Regions from separate parts of the Sus scrofa genome. Here all the other regions are linked to region 2. Evidence: chromatin contacts called from public promoter capture Hi-C data. All regions are on one chromosome and are shown on one strand. Each heading gives the region's core, a stretch centred on a gene start, on an enhancer-like site or on the middle of the called end of the contact. The rest is flanking DNA. Distances are from core to core; before and after follow the strand shown. Region 1 holds the start of CERS2 (ceramide synthase 2). Region 2 holds the start of RPRD2 (regulation of nuclear pre-mRNA domain-containing protein 2). Region 3 holds the start of BOLA1 (bolA family member 1).

Region 1 (4,538 bases), core at 1,727-4,226, 480 kb after region 2:
TTCCACTCACAGAATTTACTCCCCGACACACATGAAGAGAAAACAGGGTGTATGTGGCTCTCTGCCTCTCTCTCTCTCACACCACACCTGCCTCAGAGACACAGACACCACTTTCGGAGGCACAGGCTGGAGAGGGGCCAGCAGAGCAGGGATTTCATGGGCATTGGATTACCAGGAACTAGAACGGGGCTCCACCCAGGCCCCATTTTTTGCCCCAACTCTGACTAACCTGTCCCAGACCCTCAGAGATGGATGAAAAGGGGCAGAGGGTCACCATGCGGGCTTGTAGACCCAGCTAGCTGGGAGGCCAGAAGTTTGAGACTATGAGGAAGGGATCTTATAGACTAAATGTGCTACCAGTCCCAGTGGCTCTCAGAGTTTGGGGAATGAGTGAGGAACGTAGAATAAGTAAGGGAGGCGAGACAAGCAAAGAGAGGGTCCCGCAGGCTCCCAGCTTCCACTGAAGCCTGAGACTACAAAAAAGAAGTGGGAGTTCTCTAGTGGCGCAGGGGGTTAAGGATCCAGTGTTGTCACTGCTGTGGTTTGGGTTCACTCCCTGGCCTGGGAACTTTCACATGCCATGACCGTGGCCAAAAAAAAAAAAAAAAAAGAAGTGGAAGAGGACCTGAACAGTCCTCCTTGTTGAAAACATTTTCAGGCAGCAAGAGCCGGTAATGAACCAGAAGGTTGCAAACAACAGATAAAGTCAAGAAGAGGTGTATTGCTCCATTGCTTCAGGCTGCAGTTACAGGTCCCAAAACGTAACTGGACTGCCCCACCAGAGGCCCTAACACACCCAAATACTGCATGAGACTACAGCCCCCAGAGGCAGGGAGAGGCTGGCAGGTTGAAGAGGCCAGATGTGGGGAAGGTGCTGAAGGCACAGTAAAGGCTCAGACAGCCTGTGGCCAGTGACAGGGGAAAGTGGAGGCCTTTCCTCCCAGGAGGATAGCTGGCCAGAGGCCCCAGTGAAGGGAGTGGATTGTGGGGTACCAAGAAAGACAAGGAACTCTCTCTTCAGAACAGAGAGTCTGTGCAGGTCACTGTATGATTAGGGCCAGGCCCTGAGGGAGGAGGCTGCAGTCTAGTCCCATCACAAGTGCTGTCAGCTCACATTAGGCCCAGTCACCTGGACTCTGGTATGGGACACCAACCCCTCCAACACAGATTTGGAATGACTGCCTGCTGGAGGCCTTCTCTGATACAATTCTCTGGGAAAAGGAGCTCATGCCTTTCCTCAAGGATCCTCAGAACCTCCTGACTCCTGCACCTAGCAACTCAGGTGCCTGAGACCAGATTTTGCTGCTAAGAGCCCGGCTTGGGGAGAGTGAACCCCTAAATTCAGGCCAACAATTAGTACCACACACCTGCAATTAACCTACTAGCCAGTGAGCCTCCGGGCCAGTAATTAGCGAGTCGAGGCCCAGAAAACCAGTCTCTCCAGTGGCTTCCCCCTCCCCAGCCCACACGCCCCATAACGGTATAGGAGCCTTCGCCTTGGGGTGGCCGGGGCAGAAACTCAGAGCCACTCCTTCCTGTTTCACGTAAAGCACATGGACGTTCTGACCTCCCTCCCGGACTGGGCACAGTAGGCGGGTAAGAAAGAACAGCAAGACCCTCCGCCCTCCTCCCACTCTAGCCATGGGGCCGTCAGAGCCAGGCAGGGGCCACGCCGCGCGGGCCGGCTGCCAGGCAGAGGGCTCTCGCGCAAGTGATCCCCGGGCTTCTCTACTTTCCAACAAAGGGGCTCCGCCGTCCGCTAGCGGCCCCGCGGCCCCACCTCCTGTTCCATACCTGTTGCCCAGGAGGGCTCCTCCGGGCTCCGGGCGGCGCGCCCAGGCGCCCGGCCAGTCTGCCCTCGGGCGGCGCTGGGGGCCCGGCCGCTCCCGCGAGGCGCTCCGGCCCGCCCTCCCCAGGCCGGCCGCCATGAGCGCGCCGGGCAGAGGCCCCGAGCCCGCGGCGGCGCCCCGCGCCCGGCCGCCCGAGGGTGTGCCCCCGGGCCCCTCTGCCCTCCTCAGCCCGCTCCCTTCCCCACCGGGCCCAGTCCGCCGAGCCGCGTCCGCGCGGCCCCCAGTTCTCGCAACTTTTCCGGGCCTCGTCCCGCCCCACCCCTGCGCGCGGCGCCTCGGGCTCCCGGGCTGGGGTCCCGACTCACTCGGCGGCGGCGGCGGCGGCGTCGCGGAGCTGGCCCGGCCGGGAGCCGCTGCTCCGTCTCTCTTCTCGTCCGAGCTCCGGGCCCCCTCCGAACTGGCTCCGCTCGCTCCTCTCCTCCCCCTTCCGCCCGCCCGCCTGCCCGCTCGCTCCCTCCCTCCTTCCTCCTCCGCCCGCCGCCCGCCGAGCCCAGCCGAGCTGAGTGCGAGCCCAGCCAGCCAGCCCGGGAAAGAAAGGCCGCGAGCAACACAGGAGCCGGGAGACTGGGCGTGGGCCTGCGGCCCGGCGACGGAAAGGGAGAGAAGGGCGGGCGGAGGGGCCCGGGCCTCCGCGCGGGGCAGCCGCGCCCAGCCCCCGCCGCCTGCCGCCGCCCCCTTCCCGGCCCGGGGACCCGAGCCCTTGCGGCGCGGGTTCTGCAGCCGCGCCCACTGGCATCCTGGCATCGAGGGAGAAGCCCCCCGATGAGGGCAGGCAGTGTGGGTTCTCTCCCAGCCCCTTGTCTCTCCGTTAAAGGTTAGATGTAGCCCTGGGGAACCGCGGGACAGACCGGGGACCGCAGAGCGGTATTGCCCCTGCCCCACCCCACCCCGGCCACCCCCAACTGCGGTCCCCGACCTGCACCCGGCTGCAGCCCCCGGTTCCCTCTGCGCGACCGACTGCCACACTTCTCACCTCCAGCCCTACTGGGAGGCAGGAGGGGGCGCAGCCCCTGAGAGTCCTTTCCAAGTGCCGCGCGCCGAGGCCGAGCGCCTCGCCAAGGCCGACCCAGGCAGCGGGCCCTCGAGATTCCGCTGTCCTTCCAGCGCGGAGCCCGCTACCCCTAGGGCGTCCCCCGCCCCAGCCCGCCGTAAAACCCACAGCGTTTCCACCCAGTGCTGTTTAAAACCTACCCGCAGTGGTACACATACCCTCCTGTAGTAGACTCTGAAGGAGCCAACCTCCAACTTTTTAATGTAAAATGCGTTCGAGTTTGCCATCTAGACCACGTTTATCCGTATTTAAATTCATATTGTAAAATGTTTTTCCCTTAGTCTGGTAAAAGCAATGTTTCAGGAAGATGCAAAATGTTTATCCTACAAAATTGGCCTTGATTCGTACAGAGGACAGAGTGTGACCAAAATGTGTCTAAGGGTTTGTTTAGAGAGGGCCCCCTAAGTAGAGGTAATTGAATTCTTTACGGTAATGAAATGGTGCTTTTTATACTGTCACAATTAGAACCTCTGACAGTGGCTGGTTTCAAAGTTTATCTAGTCAAGTTCAGGGGCTTTGACAGTTCTGTTAAGAAAGAATGTATGACCTCACTAATCCAGTTTGAGACCCTTGCTTAAGGCTCTTTCTGGAGAAGGAGGCAGAAGCTGACCTCCAAACATTTCCTTTGCTCTTTGCGGTGAGAGGCCCCAGCCCATGCCAACCTACCACTAGGGAATTCAGACCTGTTGGTCCATTCCCTGGACTCTTCAGCCTTCTTTAGCCCGGTTTTCCAGTTCCCAACAACCACTCTAGCCCTTTATTCCTTTGCCCCAGGCTAAACTCCTTTAATAGCATATCATATTAGCATACCATATCCGGCTACCCCTTCCCTACTGTTACTGCCCCTCCCTCAATCTCCCAATTCCACGGTTCCCTCTACCTTTTCTCCCCCCTTTTTTGGCCGCCCTGTGGCATATCCAACATATCCAGAGGTCACATCCAACCTGCAGTTGTAGCTGTCACAACACTGGATCCTTAGCCCACTGTGCTTGCGTGCCAGTGCTCCCAAAATGCCACTGATCCCACTGAGCCCCAGGAGGACCTCCTCCCTCTACCTTTTTTTTTTTTTTTTTTTTTTTTTTTTTTTTGCCTTTTCTAGGGCCACTCCCATGGCATATGGAGGTTCCCAGGCTAGGGGTCTAATCGGAGCTGTAGCCACCGGCCTACACCACAGCCACACAGGATCCGAGCTGAGTCTGCAACCTACATCACAGCTCACGGCAACGCCGGATCCTTAACCCACTGAGCAAGGGCAGGGATCGAACCCGCAACCTCATGATTCCTAGTTGATTCGTTAACCACTGTGCCACAATGGAAACTCCTCTCTCTACCTTTCTTACGTGCCTTCCCCAGATTCCCTTTTCCAGCAGGGTTCCAGTGTCTCCTCTTTGGGCCCTGGCTAAACTTTGAGTAAGCTCTCTACTCCCGCCCCATGTCTGTCCTACTTGGTTCAAACCTTTTACTTTCTAAACCCTTTTTCTCAGGCAGTTTTCCTAGATGCCAGGCTTTCCCAAAGTCCCACCAGTCTTTTAAAATGATTCCTCAGAGGACTGAAGACCAGTTAACTTTCTTTTAAGATAGCAGGGGGAGCAGAAGTTTGGGGCAGAAGCTGAATAGTCATGGCCTGAAAAATAAAG
Region 2 (4,486 bases), core at 520-3,019:
TTCCCAGGCAGGGGTTGAATCGGAGCTGTAGCTACTGGCCTACACCACAGCCACAGCAATGCCAGATTCCAGCTGGGTCTGTGATATACACCACAGCTCATGGAATGCCCGGTCCTTAACCCACTGAGTAAGGGCAGGGATCAGACCTGTAGCCTCACAAATACTAGTCAGGTTCCTTACCACTGACCAACAACAGGAACTTCCAAAGTCTATTTTCTTTTTTTGTCTTTTTGCCTTTTTTCTAGGGCCGCTTCCTGCAGTACATGGAGGTTCCTAGGCTAGGGGTCCAATCGGAGCTGTAGTTACCCGCCTACACCAGAGCCACAGCAACAAGGGATCCAAGCCTCGACTGGGACCTACACCACAGCTCATGGCAATGCTGGATCCTTAACCCACTGTGCAAGGCCAGGGACCGAACCCTCAGCCTCACGGCTCCTAGTCAGATTCGTTAACCACTGTGCCAGGACGGGAACTCTCCAAAGTCTACTTCCTTTTTTTTTTATTTTCAGGGCCACACCCGAGGCATATGGAGGTTCCCAGGCTGGGGGTCTAATAAGAGCTACAGTTGCTGGCCTACACCACAGCCACAGCAACACCAGATCCGAGCCACGTCTGCCACATACACCACAGCTCATGGCAAAGCCAGATTCTTTTATTTTTATTTATTTTATTTTATCTTTTTGTCATTTCTTGGGCCGCTTCCGCAGCATATGGAGGTTCCCAGGCTAGGGGTCTAATCGTAGCTGTAGCAGTGGCTACAGCAACGCGGGATCTGAGCCAAGTCTGTAGCCTACACCACAGCTCATGGCATCGCCGGATCCTTAACCCACTGAGCAAGGCCAGGGATCGAACCCACAACCTCATGGTTCCTAGTCGGATTCACTAACCATTGAGCCACGATGGGAACTCCCAAAGCCAGATTCTTAACCCACTAAGCCAGGCCAGGGAAGGAACACAACAACCTCGTGGTTCCTAGTCAGATTCATTTCTGCTGCTCCGGGGAACTCCCCAAAATCTATTTTCCACACAACAACCAACATGATCTTTTAAAAAGAATGCGATGTAACTTTTCTTCTTAAAAACACTCTGCTTAAAATTGCTCCCCAACTCAACGTTAAAAGCCAAAGTCCTTCCAGTGGCCTTCCAGGGTCTATGTGAACTCTTTTCCTTCATCTCTGAGATCTCATATTCTACCACTTGACGCCTCTCTTACTCTTCTCTAGCCACAGTGGCCTCCTTGTTTTCCCTCTAAGGTATCAAAACATTCCTGTATTAGGTCCTTTACACTTGCTGTTCTGTCTGCCACCATGTTTTCTTCCCCCTTTCCCATATTTGCTTGGTTGCCTTGTTCTCAACATTCACATCAAGTATCACTTACTACCAGAAGCCATCCTTGATCACCAAACTCTCACTCCCATTCTCTTACAGTGTTATATGTGCAGTGCCCTTCCTCTCCCTTACCCTGCTTCATGCTTCTTGAGAGAAATTATTACTTCCTGATATATGTATTTTTTATGGTCTCCTGCCACTAAGCCCTGGAGGGAAGGGACTTTGTCATTTTGCTGTATTCCCCCACGTCTAAAACTGTACTTGACATAAGACGTTCGACAACTTTTTGTTGAATTAACAAATACTAGATTTGAGCTTGACAAAACAGGTTCCTCGCCTCAAGAAACCTGAGTCTACTAGGGAGAGTGAAAGAGTTAAAATACAATAATTACACGTGTTTAGTGGAACACAGGAGCCTCCAAATCTGTCCAGATGATTTACATAGGAAAATGGGATGGCATGGTTAATCTAGGTTGTGCTAATCAATACAATAGATATCTAAGTCTTTTGGAAACTATGTTTCATGCAGTTATGAAACTGTACCATAATTGGTGAAGGTGCGATTACTTCGCCTTTTATTCTTTTCTCGTCTCAAATTCTACAGGGAAATTTTCCGTTTCACTTCATTTACTTCCTTTCCCTATAATCCAACGTCAAGTGGCTGTAAATGGTATTGTCCAAGGAGAGTGTAAAATATTGCTCGGTCTGGGAGTCTGCGTAGTGAATGGCGCAAGGGAGCTGGCGCATGCGCATCGTCTGAGACACGGCAAAATGGCTGCCAGGTACTTTGTCGCGTTCCATGCCCCAAGGAGTTGCCAGCAGCGGCGGCGGCGGTAGCTGCAGGTGCCAGAACGTAACAGTGGCTGCTAAGCGGTGGGAGTTTCTCGGCCCTGTTGTGTGAGCTGGACTGCTCCGAGAGAGACCTCGCTAGGAAGCAAAACGCCGGGTGGAGCGGTGAAGCCCCTCCCCCAACCTCTCCTTAGTTTGACCAACTCCCTCACCCTCCCCTCCAGGTTTCTCCTCCCAACCCGCTACACGCTGGCTTATTGCGCAGGCGCACAAATAATCGGAGTGTCTCCTTAGCCCTTGGGGCTTGTGGGCTTCTGCGCGCGCTTCTCGTTCCTCTCCCTTGATTGGCCAGGTTGCCCCGCCATCACGCCTCCCTCCGCTTTCTAGGTTGAGAAGGAAGCGGGGGGGCGGAGCCAAGCAGCGCGTGCGCGATACTGTTGCTGTCCCTTTGCTGCTATTGCGTTGCAAAAAAAATCCTGACTAGGTAGCCTTGGGCCTTTCCTGTGTTAGAGGACCTAAAGGGGAGAGAGATTTCTGCAGCTGAAGGGGCAGTCGGGTAGTATTAACTGTAAGATATTAACGCCCGTTCTTAGAGGAGTGTGGGGAAGGGGCTTAAGCATTGAGAGCCGAAGAGTATAAAACCATTAATTTCTGGGCCAGGCGTTTAGAAAAGGCTTTGCAGGACGTGTTTTCTGCGTTTCTTCCGAGATTACTGACTGGTTTAAACACAATCCTTTGAACAATTTTGATAAACCTTCGAAACCCGCAGCCCCTCCTTGCAACGTGTAGGAGCCACCAGCGTGCCCAGCAGCTGGTCCTCCCGTCCTACCTCCAGAAGAGCCTAGCGCGTGCACCATCTCCACCCCCTGGCCTCCCTCCCCACCTGCGGCTTTCACGCACTCGCAGTGATTGTTTTGCCGGCTCCCGCCGCCGCCGCCGCCGCCGCCGCGGCCGCCAGAGGAGCAGCAGCGCTTGTGCAAACTGGGAAGATGGCGGCCGGCGGCGGCGGAGGCAGCAGTAAGGCCTCCTCCTCGTCGGCCTCTTCAGCAGGGGCTCTGGAGTCCTCGTTGGATCGAAAATTCCAGTCGGTAACTAACACCATGGAATCTATTCAAGGCTTGTCGTCTTGGTGTATAGAGAACAAGAAACACCACACTACCATCGTCTACCATTGGATGAAGTGGCTCCGGAGATGTGAGTGTTGGGGGTGACTAGGGAAGGGAAGACTGGGGAATGGAAAGAAATACTGCCCAAAACGCTTCGGGCTTCCCGGTGGAGCCGCTGCATTCGGTTAGGGTTGTTCACCTTAAAGCTTCGACTCGAGTGTTCCCATATCCAGACTCCATTCCTAGTCAGGATTGTCCTGAACTGCAGGAAACTCATTATTTCATGGGTTTTATAGCCACTGGTGTGACCTTGGGCCGTTGGGCCCAAATCTGTATAGATCCATACATTATTTCATTTCAGAGCCTTGTAAGGTGGTGGTGTTTTCACTGAACCTTCAAGGAAATTGTCGCGTCCGTTTATTTCTTATAGGCCTTGACGTATTAATGATTTCTTGGTTTCCTGGTGATAGACAGGCAATGGTTGAAGCAGTAATAGTAAATGCACCTACTTCACCGGCATATGTTGGACCATTCTCTTTTCTGCTGACCTATAACTTGTGATGTGTAGTAAGAAAGGCCTCACTTAGGTGAATGTTAAGAAGTGGTAACGTGAGCTCCACGTAGAGCTGAGGCGACCACCTGGGAGGTTTCCCTGTACCTGTGTATTCGCTGCAATAAAATCCAGACAGAGTTCTTGATACCAGAAACAACCGTAGTCAGTATCGCCACTAATACTTTAAATTGTAAAATATATCTGGCTACTTTTTAATCAGTTCAAATACCTTTTAAAAATAGGGATTGATTTCATAGGTAATCAAAACAAGGAATCAAGAAGTGTGTTTGCTGAATATATACTATCTCCCCCCACCCCCCAGTTATTGCTTTTTTGGTCTTCTTAGTGGAATTTTTTTTTTTTTTTTCCACTTACTGCTTTACTGCAGAAGTCTATTTAACTGTCAGGAAACATAGATTGTTTGCAGAAGATTTCAAATCTTTTAGGAAGAAATGTTTGGAGAAGTCATTGTTGTCTCCTGGTGAGAAGAAAGGGTTGACCCTAAATCCGTATATATCTATTTGAATTTTAGGTCTGTTGTTGTGTCCTGTCTATGACATGTCACCCGTGAAAGTCATCATCCACTTATTCTTCTTTTCCACTTTTGCTATTGCTACCACTATAGTGTTTTAATTTGTGTTTACCTTTTAGGGAGCATATGGGTAAAACTTGTAAAATCATAGGCCCCAAGCTTCAAACCATTTGTATA
Region 3 (4,489 bases), core at 490-2,989, 420 kb before region 2:
TGTCAGTAAATCTAAGCAAAGGATAAATGGGGTGCATATTGTACAACCTTGCAGTTGACATTATGTTAAAATTTTTAAGTGCGATAAGGGTATTGTGTTTATATTGATATACAGAAGAATATCCTTGTTCTTAGGAGATATGTATTGGAGTACCTGGGGGTGAAATGTCATGCCATCTGCAACTTATTTTCAAATAAAGTATATAAACACATTTTTAAGTATATAGATACACATAAACAACTTAGGAGTTCTCTTATGGTACAGCAGGTTAAGGATCTGGCATCATTGCAGCCACCATTCGAGTGGCTACTGTGGCATGGATTGGATAACTGGCCCAGGAACTTCCAGGTGCCAAGGGTGTAGCAAAAAACAAAAACAAAACAAAACAAAAAAACCCTTAAATATAAATGTATATATGTACAAGCATATAATAATATACACATGTAAAAAATGGTGAAAGGTAGATGATATTTCTTTATACTATTCAACTTTTCTGCAGGTTTGAAATTTTTCAAAATTAGAAGTTGGAGGAATTCCCTAGCGGCACAGTGGGTTAAGGATCCAGCATTGTCGCTACTGTGGCTCTGGTAGCTGCTGTGGGGCAGGTTCCATCTCTAGTCTGGGAATTTCTGATGCAGTCAAAAAAAAAAAAGTATGGAGAAATCTAAAATATAGACTGAATTGACAAATTACATGTCATCTGGGAAAAATCTTATCCTGTTAGTATCCCTGTTTTTATTGTATTTATTTATTTATTGTTTGTCTTTTGTCTTTTTAGGGCTGCACCTGCGGCATATGGAGGTTCCCAGTCTAGGGATCTAATCGGAGCTGTAGCCGCCGGCCTACACCACAGCCACAGCAACGCCAGATCTTTAACCCACTGAGTGAGGCTAAGGATCGAACCCGAAACCTCATGGTTCCTAGTCGGTTAGTTTCCGCTGCGCCACGTCGGGAGCTTCCCTGTTTAAAGCCTTCCCTGGCTTCCACAGCTCCTAGGATAAAGGCAAAACTACCTCAGGAAGCCTACAAGGCTCAGCATGATTTCCTGCCTCTTCCCCCCACAGGCCTACACACTCCCTCAGCTTCCCATCATCATCATCTTGGCCCCGTGGGGTCCAACCATACCTAACTACACCGAAAGGAACACCTCCACCCCCACCCTCACCCCCATCCCACCAAAGTTCTTTCTCCTCTAGGCCTTTGCGCATGCAGCTACCCCCCTATGAAGAATTGAGAATGGGGTTTTGTGTCTCTTCTAAACTCTTCCTCTAAGTTTCCTCTGCTCCCCCAAGCCTCGACAATATGCCGCTCTAGCATCCTGTTCTTGGCCTTATTACAGCCCTTGGCACATGGCATTACAACTGTCCGCTAACTTGTCCATCTTCTCCAGTGTTCCATCAACTGCCCGAGGACAGACAGGGCCTGTCTTACCTCTCCACCCTCCGGGACTGGTCCGATGCAAAATAATTATGTATTCAATAAATGAAATAGATTTCCACAATATATGGAAAATAAAGATGTTGGGCTAGCTGATCTACAAGACCTATTGGAAATAAAATGAATTGAAAAATCTCAATCCCAATTGCTCAGGAATTTCCGTTTTCTTTGCAATTCCTCGGGTTCACAACCTCTGACGACCTCACAAATCGGGCGAAGTAGAGACTACAGTTCCCAGAAGCCCTCGGGGCATCGAATAGCACCTGCCGGGTATCGCGTAGCGGAGACTGCATTTCCCAGCGTGCCTCAGGACGCGAGATTTGCTTTTGGCTCTGACCCTCAGCCGTTCCTTCCGGGAGTCGGAACTGCGGTATTCAAGCCTGAGTGCAAGGTAGAAGGGGCCCAGCCTGGGGTTCAGAGGGGACACAGAGACACTGCTCAACCAAAAGCCCAGAGTTGCACATACCCTACTCTTGCAACCTCCATCTTATTCTTTGCGAATCACCTTAGTAAAGAACATGCCTCACTTCTGGCCCTGTGTACTCTACAGTCGCCCATTCGCTGCCCAAGGCGGGAGGCCAGATTTCCCCCACGTCACACTGAGGAAAGGGGCGGTGGCTCCCGTTTCACTGTCCCGCGGGGCGGCGGGCTCCCAGCTGGAGCCGAGGCCGGGGCTGGGATAGTTGAGAGACTGATCTCTCACCAAGCGAGAGGCCCTGACCCCTCACTGCTCCTGTCCTTGTCTCTGCTTTAGCCGATGCTGAGTGGGCAGCTGGTCGGACGCCTGTTCTCCATGGCCGGGCGCGTCTGTCTGTCCCGGAGCAGCACGGGAGCAGGGACCATCGGTCCCGTCGAGGCCGCCATTCGCATGAAGCTGGAACAGGCCCTGAACCCCGAGGTGCTGGAGCTGCGTAATGAGAGCGGTGGCCACGCAGTCCCACCAGGCAGTGAGACGCATTTCCGCGTGGCTGTGGTGAGCTCTCGCTTCGAGGGATTGAGCCCCCTACAACGGCATCGGCTGGTCCACACGGCGCTGTCCGAAGAACTGGCTGGGCCGGTCCATGCCCTGGCCATACAGGCGCGCACCCCTGCCCAGTGGAGAGAGAACCCTCAACTGGACACGAGCCCCCCTTGCCTGGGCGGGAGCAAGAAAACTCGAGGAACTCCCTGAGTCTTGAGAGAGGGAGGACGAGGAGCCAAATGGGTTGGGTGAGAATAAACTACTGGGGCCTTCTTCCCTTCAATATCTGTAAGAGATGAGGACCCTGGGCCCCATTCAACTGGCATATACTTATTCTCTGGAGACAGCAATTCATTTCACATCAAGGCTAACCCAAGGAAAGAGTAGAATCTCTCTCTACAGCTCTTGGCCTGGACCATTCAGGAAAATGTTTTGTGTTAAATTGTGACTAAGGAACCACCAGACCTTATGAGTTGCAGATAATTCTGTACATTAAAAGAGAAATTATCGTATGAAGTGAATTGCTGTGTTATTAATGGCCTTTTGAGTCAGTGCTACAGATGTTCTCGGGAGGAGAAAGATACTTGAGGCCTAGGATAGTCAGGAAGGGATTCATTAAACCAGAAAGGAGAGGACAGTTGTTGCAGGTAGGGGGAAGAGCCCAAGCAAAAGCATAGAAGCTGGACTGGACAGAGAGTGACAAGACAGCAGCTATAGATGCATTTGAACTTCAGACTTGGGGAATGTTTGGCTTTCTAACAACCTATTCTTTTCCAAAAGGATTACATTTCTTTGTGGAAAAAATTTTTTTTTTTTAACTATCACTAAAGCAGTGAAAAGATGATAACCTAGGAAATGAGTATAGAAGATGGAAAAAACTTTATGTGGCCTTTTTTCATATGAGCCTTCCAAATGTCTTATTTCTGAAGAGAACTCAAGTAGTGTCTAGATATGCAACTTTGTAATGATCTCATGTGGAGATGGAAAGTACTAGAGAAAAAGCTTGATTAAGGTGTATGGACTGTTTCTGGCTGGAATTTAGGATGCATCTGGTTGAACAGTAGGAAGTCATTGCAGAGTTTTAGGGAAAGGCATGCTAAACAGCATTTGGGAGCAGATTGATCTGACAGTGATATATAAGTGAGTTGGCATAGGAGATTGGAGGCACAGAAATCAACCAGTGGTGAAGATGGAACCCTGACCTAGTGGTCAGCTGTGGAAGTGGAAAGGAAGGAGTTAATTTGAGAGTTCCCATTAACAAAAGAAAAGAAAAAAATGGAAAATAGATTTCCCACTGTGGCTCAGCACATTAAGGACCTGATGAAGTCTCTCAGGATGCGGGTTCGATCCCTGGCCTCACTCAGTGGGTTAAGGATCCAGTGTTGCAGCAAGCTACAGCATAGGTCAAAGATGTAGCTTGAATTTGGCATTGCTGTGGCTGTGGAGAAGGCCAGCAGCTGCAGCTCCAATTTGGCCCCTGGCCTGGGAACTTCCATATGCCACAGGAAAAGAAAAATAAGCAAAAGACTTGATTAGACTAGAAATGGACTAGAGCGAGAGGAGAGCCAGTTGTATCCCCCCAGGCAGTGGTTTTCAGGTTTCCTCACAGATGTGAATTCCCAAGGGAGCTTGTTTAAAATGTGGATTCTAGGTCGTCTCTCTTCCAAAAAAGGATTCAGATTCCACCAAGTTGAGAATGGAATCTAGAATTTGTATTTTTAAATGACACAAGATAATTTGAGGAAAGTTGGTTCTATTCTCAAAAATATTATTCTAAGTTTTTGTTCTCATATCTGGAGTTTTTAGATTTCTTAAAATTTATTTTTAAAAATATTTGGAGTTCCCATTGTGGCTCACTGGGTTAAGAACCTGACATAGTATCCAAGAGGATGAGGGTTTGATTCCTAGCCTGGCTCAGTTAAGGGTCTGGCGTTGCTGAAAGCTGTGGCATAGGTCACAGGTCATAGATGCGGCTTGGATCTGGTATTGCTGTGGCATAGACCAGCAGCTGCAGCTCCAATTCAACCCCTAGCCCAGGAATATCCATATGCCTTGGGTGTGGACCTTATAAAAAAACCATTATTGTGGCAA

Evidence for each region. Promoter capture Hi-C pulls out the DNA fragments that hold promoters and counts their contacts.
Region 1: a promoter capture Hi-C map of fetal skeletal muscle shows a contact between it and region 2, with 2.6 times the contacts expected there. The contact joins the promoter of CERS2 here to the promoter of RPRD2 in region 2. A contact is called at or near these places in 1 of 5 promoter capture datasets (fetal skeletal muscle) and 1 of 2 datasets of contacts at active chromatin or transcription factors (alveolar macrophages).
Region 3: a contact with region 2 is called in a promoter capture Hi-C map of fetal liver, with 3 times the contacts expected there. The contact joins the promoter of BOLA1 here to the promoter of RPRD2 in region 2. A contact is called at or near these places in 2 of 5 promoter capture datasets (fetal liver and liver) and 1 of 2 datasets of contacts at active chromatin or transcription factors (alveolar macrophages).

Annotation. Positions count from the first base shown.
Region 1 is chr4:98,249,211-98,253,748 of Sscrofa11.1, reverse strand. It overlaps CERS2 (ceramide synthase 2), which reads right to left and starts at 2,976. Exons shown (of 11, transcript XM_005663490.3): 1 at 2,824-2,976.
Region 2 is chr4:98,731,889-98,736,374 of Sscrofa11.1, reverse strand. RPRD2 (regulation of nuclear pre-mRNA domain-containing protein 2) reads left to right here and starts at 1,769. Exons shown (of 11, transcript XM_013988087.2): 1 at 1,769-3,312. The coding sequence starts at 3,108.
Region 3 is chr4:99,154,487-99,158,975 of Sscrofa11.1, reverse strand. BOLA1 (bolA family member 1) reads left to right here and starts at 1,739. Exons shown (of 2, transcript NM_001243396.1): 1 at 1,739-1,828; 2 at 2,192-2,917. The coding sequence starts at 2,195. The coding sequence ends at 2,608. LOC110260327 (a long non-coding RNA gene) reads right to left here and starts at 1,668. Exons shown (of 5, transcript XR_002343448.1): 1 at 1,432-1,668.